Linked DNA regions of Sus scrofa: all the other regions are linked to region 3. The links are chromatin contacts, called in public promoter capture Hi-C maps. All regions are on one chromosome and are shown on one strand. Each heading gives the region's core, a stretch centred on a gene start, on an enhancer-like site or on the middle of the called end of the contact. The rest is flanking DNA. Distances are from core to core; before and after follow the strand shown.

The links. Promoter capture Hi-C pulls out the DNA fragments that hold promoters and counts their contacts.
Region 1: a contact with region 3 is called in a promoter capture Hi-C map of fetal liver, with 4 times the contacts expected there. The contact joins the promoter of ASH1L here to the promoter of RUSC1 in region 3. A contact is called at or near these places in 3 of 5 promoter capture datasets (fetal liver, fetal skeletal muscle and liver), 5 of 47 Hi-C or Micro-C datasets (embryonic fibroblasts, epiblast stem cells, heart right ventricle and 2 more) and 2 of 2 datasets of contacts at active chromatin or transcription factors (alveolar macrophages and skeletal muscle).
Region 2: a promoter capture Hi-C map of fetal liver shows a contact between it and region 3, with 2.2 times the contacts expected there. The contact joins the promoter of TRIM46 here to the promoter of RUSC1 in region 3. A contact is called at or near these places in 1 of 5 promoter capture datasets (fetal liver), 1 of 47 Hi-C or Micro-C datasets (subcutaneous adipose tissue) and 1 of 2 datasets of contacts at active chromatin or transcription factors (alveolar macrophages).

What each region holds. Positions count from the first base shown.
Region 1 is chr4:94,296,210-94,299,322 of Sscrofa11.1, forward strand. ASH1L (histone-lysine N-methyltransferase ASH1L) reads left to right here and starts at 1,323. Exons shown (of 28, transcript XM_021089697.1): 1 at 1,323-1,467; 2 at 1,930-2,069. The coding sequence starts at 1,338. It overlaps DAP3 (28S ribosomal protein S29, mitochondrial), which reads right to left and starts at 1,272. Exons shown (of 13, transcript XM_021089714.1): 1 at 859-1,272.
Region 2 is chr4:94,641,378-94,644,357 of Sscrofa11.1, forward strand. TRIM46 (tripartite motif-containing protein 46) reads right to left here and starts at 1,379. Exons shown (of 11, transcript XM_003125718.5): 1 at 1,186-1,379. The coding sequence starts at 1,248. KRTCAP2 (keratinocyte associated protein 2) reads left to right here and starts at 1,923. Exons shown (of 5, transcript NM_001190186.1): 1 at 1,923-2,004; 2 at 2,334-2,488; 3 at 2,631-2,694. The coding sequence starts at 1,998.
Region 3 is chr4:94,498,572-94,501,449 of Sscrofa11.1, forward strand. It overlaps RUSC1 (RUN and SH3 domain-containing protein 1), which reads right to left and starts at 1,422. Exons shown (of 12, transcript XM_013997003.2): 1 at 1,214-1,422; 2 at 1-530. The coding sequence starts at 444. It overlaps FDPS (farnesyl diphosphate synthase), which reads right to left. Exons shown (of 10, transcript NM_001185131.1): 8 at 2,531-2,608; 9 at 2,297-2,431; 10 at 1,624-1,824. The coding sequence ends at 1,624.

The sequences.
Region 1 (3,113 bases), core at 73-2,572, 200 kb before region 3:
CTTGAAATTAATCTAGTACAGTGATTTTGAAACTATTCCTAGATCCTTAAAAGTCCATAGATGTTAAGGAACGGAATATCCAAGCGGATCCCTCCCCCGATTTATTCTGTTTTACACTTTGGGTGAAACTAAAGATTATTTGAATAGAAAGCTTCAGAAATACCCGTACATTTTAATAGTTCATAGTTCTCCTTACTCAATCATCAAGAAAAAGTAAGTGTTCATTCACAGTTTTGAGAAACAAGTATCAGTAGCCACAGAAATCTGAAAGATTTCCTTTTGCATTTATTATAACGATTTGGAAGAATAGGACACAAACTACCAATTACACCCACAAACCTTATCAACATCCAGAGTACTGTAAACGATAACATTACACTTTGCACCTTCCCTGTGCCTAGAAGCTAATACTTCTTTATCTACATTATTTTATTTTATCACATACCAACCTTGAAGGCAGATTTGGAGTTAACTAATTTTTATGTTCAGTTTTTCATTTGTTGACAAGGAATTAAGAAAAATAACTTTCTGAAAGACACACAAGACGTGAGAGACCAAGTCCAGACCTTGAATTTGTAACGTATGGCATCTTTATCCTCTAACATCAGGCTGCCTAATGAGGTTGAAAATATATCATCTAGCCAAGAGGAATGCATAAAAGTGCACGAAACATCATCGCGTATAGACAGTGGCGTGAAATTCGAGCAATCTAAGATGGGTTTAAAATAGAATTTCAAAAAAGGAAGAAAGAAAAAGCCGACCACGCACCGGTTCTTCTTTAGGTTTCAGGACCGCAACACGGAGCCCGGAAGGAAGCCCCCTAGGAGGGTCGCCGGCCCAACTGGTTTCACTCCCTACCTCATGGAGGTTCCGAGTCCCACTCCTCTCCTTCATGAGTACAACCCCATGCAGGTCCATTCCCTCACCGAGAGTCGTGGATCCGCTTTCCTGATGCGGTGAACGACAGGCACAGTCAAGGGCTGGCTCCACAGCGCTTGTCCCGCAGCAGAGAAGCAAGCTCGGGTCGTTTGGCAGGAAGCTGCTCACCGCGCAGCCGCCGCGGCCTCCAACTACTTGTCAGCAGAGGGGCGCTAGGCCGCCCCCGAGCCGCTCACCGCGGCCAGGACGAGGTGGGGGGAGCGAGCCGTGTCGCCTTGGCGCCTCAGCCATCGAGGTAAATAGTCATAGGTGTCTACTGGCCACTGGGGTAATTCCAATCCTAACGGCAACTTCTGCCCGTTTCGTCTGTCCTTTTCTCCCCCGCTGCTGCAGCTAATGGGAATGGAACAGTCCCGCGGGGGGGATTGTGGGAGGCGCACGCGCGAGGGGTGGAGGGTATGTGGGGGGGGCGGAGGGGGAGGAGGCGGCGGCGGCGGCCGTGGCGGCGGTTGGTGGCAGTGGGGGCGGGGAAGGGGGGGAGGAGAGGAGAGGAGGTGGAGGAGGAGGCTTGGGCTCGCGCCGCTGAAGGTACGCGTGAGGGCCCGCGCCAAAGCTGGCTTGACAGGGGCCGAGGGGAAGTGGGGGACCGTGCGAGGAGGCTCCCCAGAGCGAGTGCGTACTGGCTGGCGGGCGCGCCAGGCGGCCGAAGGCGGTGGTTGGTGGGAGCAGCAAGCGACGAGCCCAGATACACTCTGGCGCGTGCGGGCGGGCGTGCGCGCTCTGCCGCCCGAGTCGAGTGAGGAGGGAGGACGAAGGGGGAAAACGCGAGGAGGGAGGAGTGGGAGGTGGGGGGGCACGAGGCGCCCTTCGCTCCCTCCCTCCCAAGGAGCTGCCGCCGCCGCCGCTCTGCCGCCGCCGCTCCCGCCGCCATTTTGGGTTCGCTTTGCGGAGGGGGAGACGATCCCCGTCTCGGTTGCGGGACCCGCCTCCCCTCAGTTTCCCCCGCTTAGCCCCACGCCTTTCCCCTCTCCTCTCTCGCATTTCCGCCAGTCCGCTCACCCGCTGGCCGCCTCCTGACAAGCGGGAGGGATCCGCTGTGGACCAAGGGAAGCGGAGGAGCCTGGTGGCGGCCGCCCCCTCTTCCCCACTTCCCTGCACTCTCATCTCTCTCGGCCTCGGCCTCTGACACGGTGAGTAGTACCGCCTGGGGAGGCCTTTGGGCCTAAGTACTCCCTCAGCGACTCAGTCCTTGGCTTCCTGGGAGCTACTGTCATCTCCCGGACCTGGACCTCCGGGAGAGCGGTGGTAAGGATGGGGGAGGGGAGAGTAGGGAAGGGGATCCTGAGCTTACCGGGAAGTCCCTCCTGGCGGAGGTGAAGGGGTGTCCCTGACAGGCGGGCTCCTGGCTTGGGGGAGGGGGCGGGAAAGTAAGCGAGTGGAGGCGGAGCCCGCTGTGCCCCTGACAGGTTAGTTTGTGTGTTGTGGAGGCACGATTGGAGCATCCCCCATAGGCCAGGTTGTTCCCGTTAAGGAATAAGAGTGTCAGGAGGGATGATCCTCTTTTGAGGGTAGTTTACCTGTATGTTCAGATCTGTGGTGTCCCTGACACGCTCAACTGGCTGTTGAAACTACAGGATGGTCTCCGTGTTATAAGTTTAATAGATGTTACTGGTTAGTTTGTGCATGGAAAGACATGTTTTTGGTCTAGGAGACAGATGGTCTGTTAGTGTATAGCGGCTGTGTTTGTGTGTGTATGCAAGAAAGGAAAGTGTTTCGGAAGAGTTTGCTTTTATTTGTACAAGTGTAATGTAGTTCCACTTATAAGTTAGCTTATTTTTAAATTAAAGTTTGGGATATTCCCTGCTGGTTGATATGTGTGTGTGTTTTAGGGTTTGAGAGTGCCTTATTGACTTGTTGGGAAAGAGAAGTCAAAGCAGTATTTTAGAAATGTAGCATGTAAGTGTGTGGTCAGGGATGGGAGAAACTTGTCATAACCAGTTATTCTTAAGAATAGTTTGTTCCTCTGAATAGAGTGAATTGTGTAAATATGAAGGCCCAGAACATCTTTACCTGAACAATTACTGTGAGGGTGTAAAGAATGGTTGGCCTTTCTGTTGACCTGAGTTTGTATTCACACTTTATAATAGAATAAAGCTTTTATACTGTTCAAAATGCTCTTTCAGTTTCTTTGCCATCCTAAGTTTCTCTGTGAATGATAGGATGGCTGTTTCCTC
Region 2 (2,980 bases), core at 129-2,628, 140 kb after region 3:
CCTGCAGAGCTACAGAACCTAAGGAGGAGGGATGGTCGAAGCTCGCGTCTACCCCAGCCTCAGGCCCCACATCCTTCACCGTCCCAGTCCCAGCCAGACCTGCAGCCCCTCTCACCTGGCCTTGGCCCCATCCCCCCCCATCCCTGGGCCGCCTGCCCCCGCCACTCCTCTCAAGGACACCGCCCATTCTGCAGCTCCGTGCGGACCCCCGCCCCCTTCTCTGACTCCCCCCCTCCTCCCCCCTCCCCCGCGTGACTCCTCCCTATAGCCAGGCTCTCTCCATCCTTCTGCTCACCCTGCCCGTCCTCCTGCCGCGGCTCCGGCCTGCAGCTGCCCTCGCTTCCATTCCCCATCACTAACCCATCCGGCTCCTTCTAACCCATTCCCTTTTGCCCCCCACGCTCCGGCCCTCCTGCTTCCTCCCCCGGCGCCACCTGGCCTGCCGCAACCCCCTCCCCTAGCAAGGGAAAAAAAATGAGCGCCCCGCCTCCTTGCCCCCTCCCCACCGGAAGTACCCCTCCCTTTTTTGGTTGCGGGGGGTCCTGAAGCTATGCCCCACCCCCACACCTCACCTTGGTCCCTCTCTTCGCAGCCATCCCGGTCAGGGGCGCAGCTGACACAAAGGAGGGAGGGACAGGGAGGGAGGGGGAAGGAAGTGGTGGGGGGGAGCAGGGTTGGCACCGCCCCTGGGAGAGCCGGGCACGGGTTGCCATGACAACCGCAGGCTCGGAGGCAGCCTTGAGTGGGGGTGCGGTGGGGTGGGGTCTCTGGGAGGGGTCCAAATTGGAACTACACCGCGGAGCGGCTCCTTGCTCTCCCCCCACCTGTCCTCAGTTTTCCTGGAAAATATCCAAGCTCACTCACGCCCCCTCCTCAGAGCATAGCCCGGTTGCCCTGCAGCCCCAGCCCCGGTGCACGGCTGGCGGCTAACCCGGGCCGCCCCCTGCGCCCGGGCAGCTCCAGGTTCCTTACATCCCAGCAGATGGACGCCTTCACGGCATTTACCACAGGGCTGCCCCCAGATTACCCTCACATGCCTGCAACCCGATCCCCCCAGTTCTTTCTGGCATCATCAGCCCGCTGTCTACATCCCAGCATTTGCAGGATCCCCACCTGTTCCAGGTTCCGGCCAGCCCGGGACCCCTATACTCCCCCTCCCCTTCCCTCGACCCCACCTTAACTCACACTGATGCGGACCAGTGCATCCATGATGGAAGTGAAGGTCTGCATATCCTCACCCTCAGCCATGGCCCTACCATGCCCGCCCGCCCCCGGGTGCCCGATCCCGGCTGCGGCTGCGAACCCCGGGCTTAATGCTGGAGCCCAGTGGGGATGTGGGGAGGGGTGGGTGAGATGTCACTGCGCATGCTCAAGGGACCATCCTCGAACAGCGCCGGTCGAGGTAGGAGGTGGGAAATAGTTTTCCCCACGTGGTTCTCAGGAGGCGGTGGTGGGTGGCGGTGGGTAACTTGGAATGGTATCTGAGGGGGGTGCCATTTCTTATGTTCGAATTCTTTATTGGCTCCTAATCTTGCTCAGAGAAAGCAAGAGGATAGTTTCAGAGAAAGATGGGCTTAAGGATGGAAGCACTTGATTTTGGTTTGGGCAGAGTCCACGAGGCAATGATCATGGGGGAGGGAGTTTTAAGGAACGGGCACTAGGGCTGACGTGAATGGCAAAGAAGACAGACGTGGGCTAGAGACTATGGTCCATGGGCCCAGTGACTTGAAGAGTTAAGTGCAGCGTGCACTGAGAGGCGGCAGATGCTCCGGGTGCGGAGAAGAGCGGGGGACCAGGGTGGTGGCCAAGGCTGCTTTTGCATGAACTATTTCCTCCCTTCCGGGAGAGGGCGCTGCACCCAGGCGCGGCGGGGGAGAAAGAGGAAGACGTTGGGGAGAAGCAAGTCTACGTTTGGGGCCGACGCATGCGCACAGCCAACCGTCCCCGGTTCGGCTCTCCTCTCGGATCGCGGCGCCAATTGGACCCCAGGGCAGGGCATGATGGGTAACGGGACCCGCGGGATCCCACCTGGACGGGCTAGTGGGGTCGGAGTTGGGCGGACCAGCTTTCCTCGTCCTCTTCCCGCAGAGCTGACGTGTCCTGGGTTCCAGGGGGGCGGGCATTTCCCCAGGGCGGGAGGGTTCGAGGCATCTGGGGCTGAGGAATGAATTCCTGGGGGGTCGCCGCGGGTTTTGGGAGTTGGGGAGAATGGCTGCAGTCCTGGGAGCGCTTGGAAGTGGTCGGGCCCTCGACTCCCGGACCTGCCGGATCTGCCTGCAGCTGCTGGAGGGAGGGCTGGGCCTAATCTCCGTCTCTTCTCTACCCCGCTGCAGTGGTGGGTACGGGCACCTCGCTGGCGCTCTCCTCTCTCCTGTCCCTGCTGCTCTTCGCTGGGATGCAGATGTACAGCCGCCAACTGGCCTCCACCGAGTGGCTCACCATCCAGGGCGGCCTACTTGGTTCCGGCCTTTTCGTCTTCTCTCTCACCGTATCCTCCCTGAGGTGGAGCAAACAGACGTGTTTGAGGGTGGGGAGGGTGGAGGGCCACAGGCTTGTACCCCTCCCGTTACCGACAGAGCTCTGCCCTCCTACTCCTGTGCACGTCCTACTCCTTCACTCTCTCAACCCAGGCCTTCAATAATCTGGAGAATCTTGTCTTTGGCAAAGGATTCCAAGCAAAGATCTTCCCGGAGAGTAAGTGGAAATTGAGGGTGGAATATTTGATCCCTCTCCTGTAACCTCCGCAAACACGGTACTGAATTTCCAGGTGCTTAGAATAGTAAAGGTGTTTTAGGAAAAGGCAATATGTGTATTAATACTGTCTGGAAGCAGCACCTTAGCTAGCTGCTGCTTTTGGATCCAGCACCTTAGCTAGCTGCTGGAATTGGAGCTAGAAGAGAAGGCTTCTGAAAGCAAGAAACCCAGTTACTTCCTGGCCATTTCCTGGGGAAGGTTGAGGGGAATAGCAGGTTTGGGTTTG
Region 3 (2,878 bases), core at 172-2,671:
GGCCAGTGGAGAGCCTTGCTCCAGGGGGACGATGCTGGGCTGAGGGTGGACATCCTCATTGCCAGGGAGCTCCCTGGAGTAGACTGAGATGGGGGACTCATCCGGGCTAAAATCTGAGCAGGAGCTGAGAGAGGAGGAGCAGCCTGGGTCCGAGGGAGAGGCAGCCCCCTCTTCTTCCTGTGCTGGGACCTGCCGGTTTTCTAGGCCTGGCCCGTGCTCCTGGCAGCATCGGCAGGGCACGGCTGGGCTGTTGGAATTGGCGTCCACCAGGGTCCCGCTGCAAGGCCCTCGGCTCTCCTTACCCCCGGTGTCCCCTGGGGGAGGGGATGTGCTCAAGGGCCCCTCTCGTAGCTCCGGACGGCGGGACAAGTGCAGGCCCAGAGAGACATGCTGGAGGTGGATGTGGTTGAGGTTGCAGAGTAAAGCCCTCTGAGGGGACAGCATGGTGCCGGCGGCGACGGGGTAGCCTCTAGAGAATGAGGAGGCTCAGGCCTCTCACATCCACCTACCTGGCAACAGCAGACGCAGACCTAGAAGACAGGGATGGTGAAACCAGCAGTGAGGGTGCGGGCCGCAGGAAGGACGCTGAGGTGACTGATGGCTGGAGCAGGCCTGGAAAGGCGCCTTAAACAATATTTAGATGAGATGCAAACAGACATCAACTGGCCATTAGCATCCGCTGCAGTGTTTGCAGGTGGAGTCGACTGTAACCTCCTGGGAATGGGGCGGGACGGGTTAGAGAATGCGGCTGCGTTCTCAGTCTCCTTGGAGGTGCAGGGGCTTGTAAAAGGATGGGGCCAGGCTGAGAATGGCCCCGGGATCCACTCTACTGCAATCTGGCCCTGCCCCCAGAATGCCCCTCACTCCCAGAAGGGGCCGAGAGGCCCCGCCCAGATGCTCTGAAATGAGAGGGGGAGGCGCGTCTGGCTGGTTAATGCAGGAAAGGGGCGGGCGTGGGGGGAAGGACGAAGCAGCCATCAGCATGTCAACGCAGCCTGGCAGGTCGGCCCGCATAGAACCCGGGCTCCAGCCCACAGCAGCTGTGCACCTTCATCCAGCTCCGAGAACCTGCATGTCTTTCCATTCTCTCTGCAGTTGTCTCCATCGTCCAGCTACCACCCCGCCCCTTGTCTATTCATTTTTCACTGCTCCCCCTCTCCTGCCCCACCCCACGTGCCCTATCCCTCCAGCCACACCCAAAGGCCATCCTCACCAGGGTCCTCCTGCAACCGCTCCGCAGCGGCGTCGGGGATCCTCTGTGGCTCCCACGGACCCCGCCCAGCCCACACAGACTGGAGGGGAGGGGCGCTGGCACAACCGGCCAGCGCTGCGCAGCCGCGCCCCTTCACGCATGGGCGGGGCGTGACCGAGACCCAGCCCCCAGCGCTTGACGTCTTGCCCGGCACCCACCCAGGCCCAGGTCGACTGCTTTTGAGGGCTTTGAGCATTCGATCCCGGGCAGATCCTAAAGCCAAAGCCCACAGTCCCGGTTTCCACGCAGCTACCCTCCACCCTGCCTATTCTGGACACAGCTGCGCCCCTGGCTGGCAAAAAAACAGGAACGGAACCGGAGGTTAGATAGTAATTTATTGAGAGCCCCCCCTCCCACCTTCAGTCTCTGGGCTACTTTCTTCTCTTGTAGATCTTGTGTGCCAGCTCCAGGAAGATGGCCGGGGGCAGGGGCGCAGCATACTGCTCGATGAGACCCATCAGGTGGCTGTAACTGTCTTCCTCGTACTGCAGGAACACTGCCTGCAGATTCATCTCCTCATACAGCGCCTTCACCCGGGCCACCTTCTCAGCATCCTTCTGCCCATAGTTCTCCTGGAGCGTTGGAGGCAGGAAAGTGGGCCTGTTAGCCTTCCCTCAACACCTCCAGGTCCCCTCCACTCCCCTCATCTGGATATTCCAGAACATCTTCAATGCCATTCCCACCATCGCTGTCTCCAATTTCAAGTGTCTCCGAGTATCTAGGATCGTGAACTTCTCCCTCCCCGCCCCAAATGCTAGGAGACTGGTTCAGCCCTCAGCTTCCTCTATCCCTGGATTTCTCAACCCTTGGCACTACTGAAATTTTTTGGCCAGATAACTTGGTGTGGGAAGCTGCACGTTTGGCAGCTCCGCTGGGTTGCTAACCACTAGAGAGATGTGTGGCACATGCACACACCGAGTTATAACAAGATGTCTCTTGACATTGCCCAACACCCCCTGTGGTGCAAAATCACCCCTACTGCAGAACCACTAGCTCAATCCCCCTTTTCGGCAGCTCAGGGATCCACAGCCCGCTCTGGGGCACCTGCAGGATTTGGCGCTGCTCCGGAGAGGCCCGCTGCAGACACTGAACCACCAGCCAGCTGCACTTGTTGTCCTGGATGTCTGTGCCGATCTTGCCTGTCACGCTGGGGTCCCCAAAGAGGTCGAGGTAATCGTCCTGGGGTGGGTGGGGAGACGACAAAGGAGGAATGAAGAGGCGCCGAGACAAGAAGAAAAGTCGGAGCCTGTTCGCTGCTGGCGCCTCACGCCTTCCTACCTGAATCTGAAAGAACTCTCCCATCTCCATCAGGATCTTCTTGGCATTGGCGTGCTCCTTCTCCCCGTCAATGCCTGCCTGAGGTGAAAAGGGAATTGACAAGCCACACCCCAGAGGTGCCTTCATCTTCCTGGCTGCTTCCTTCCACAAGCTCGTGCTCCCGTGCAGCCCCTAATCTTCTCTCTCCTTTCAGACATCCCTGATCCACGGTCCAGCCTCTAGCCCACTTATGTTAGCTAAGCCTTCCTGCGAGTCATAGCAGAGAGGACCCCATCCTGGAGGCCCTCAGTCCTCGAGTCACTCAGATCCCTCTTCCTAATCTTTCTGCCACTTCTGACTTCCTTCAGG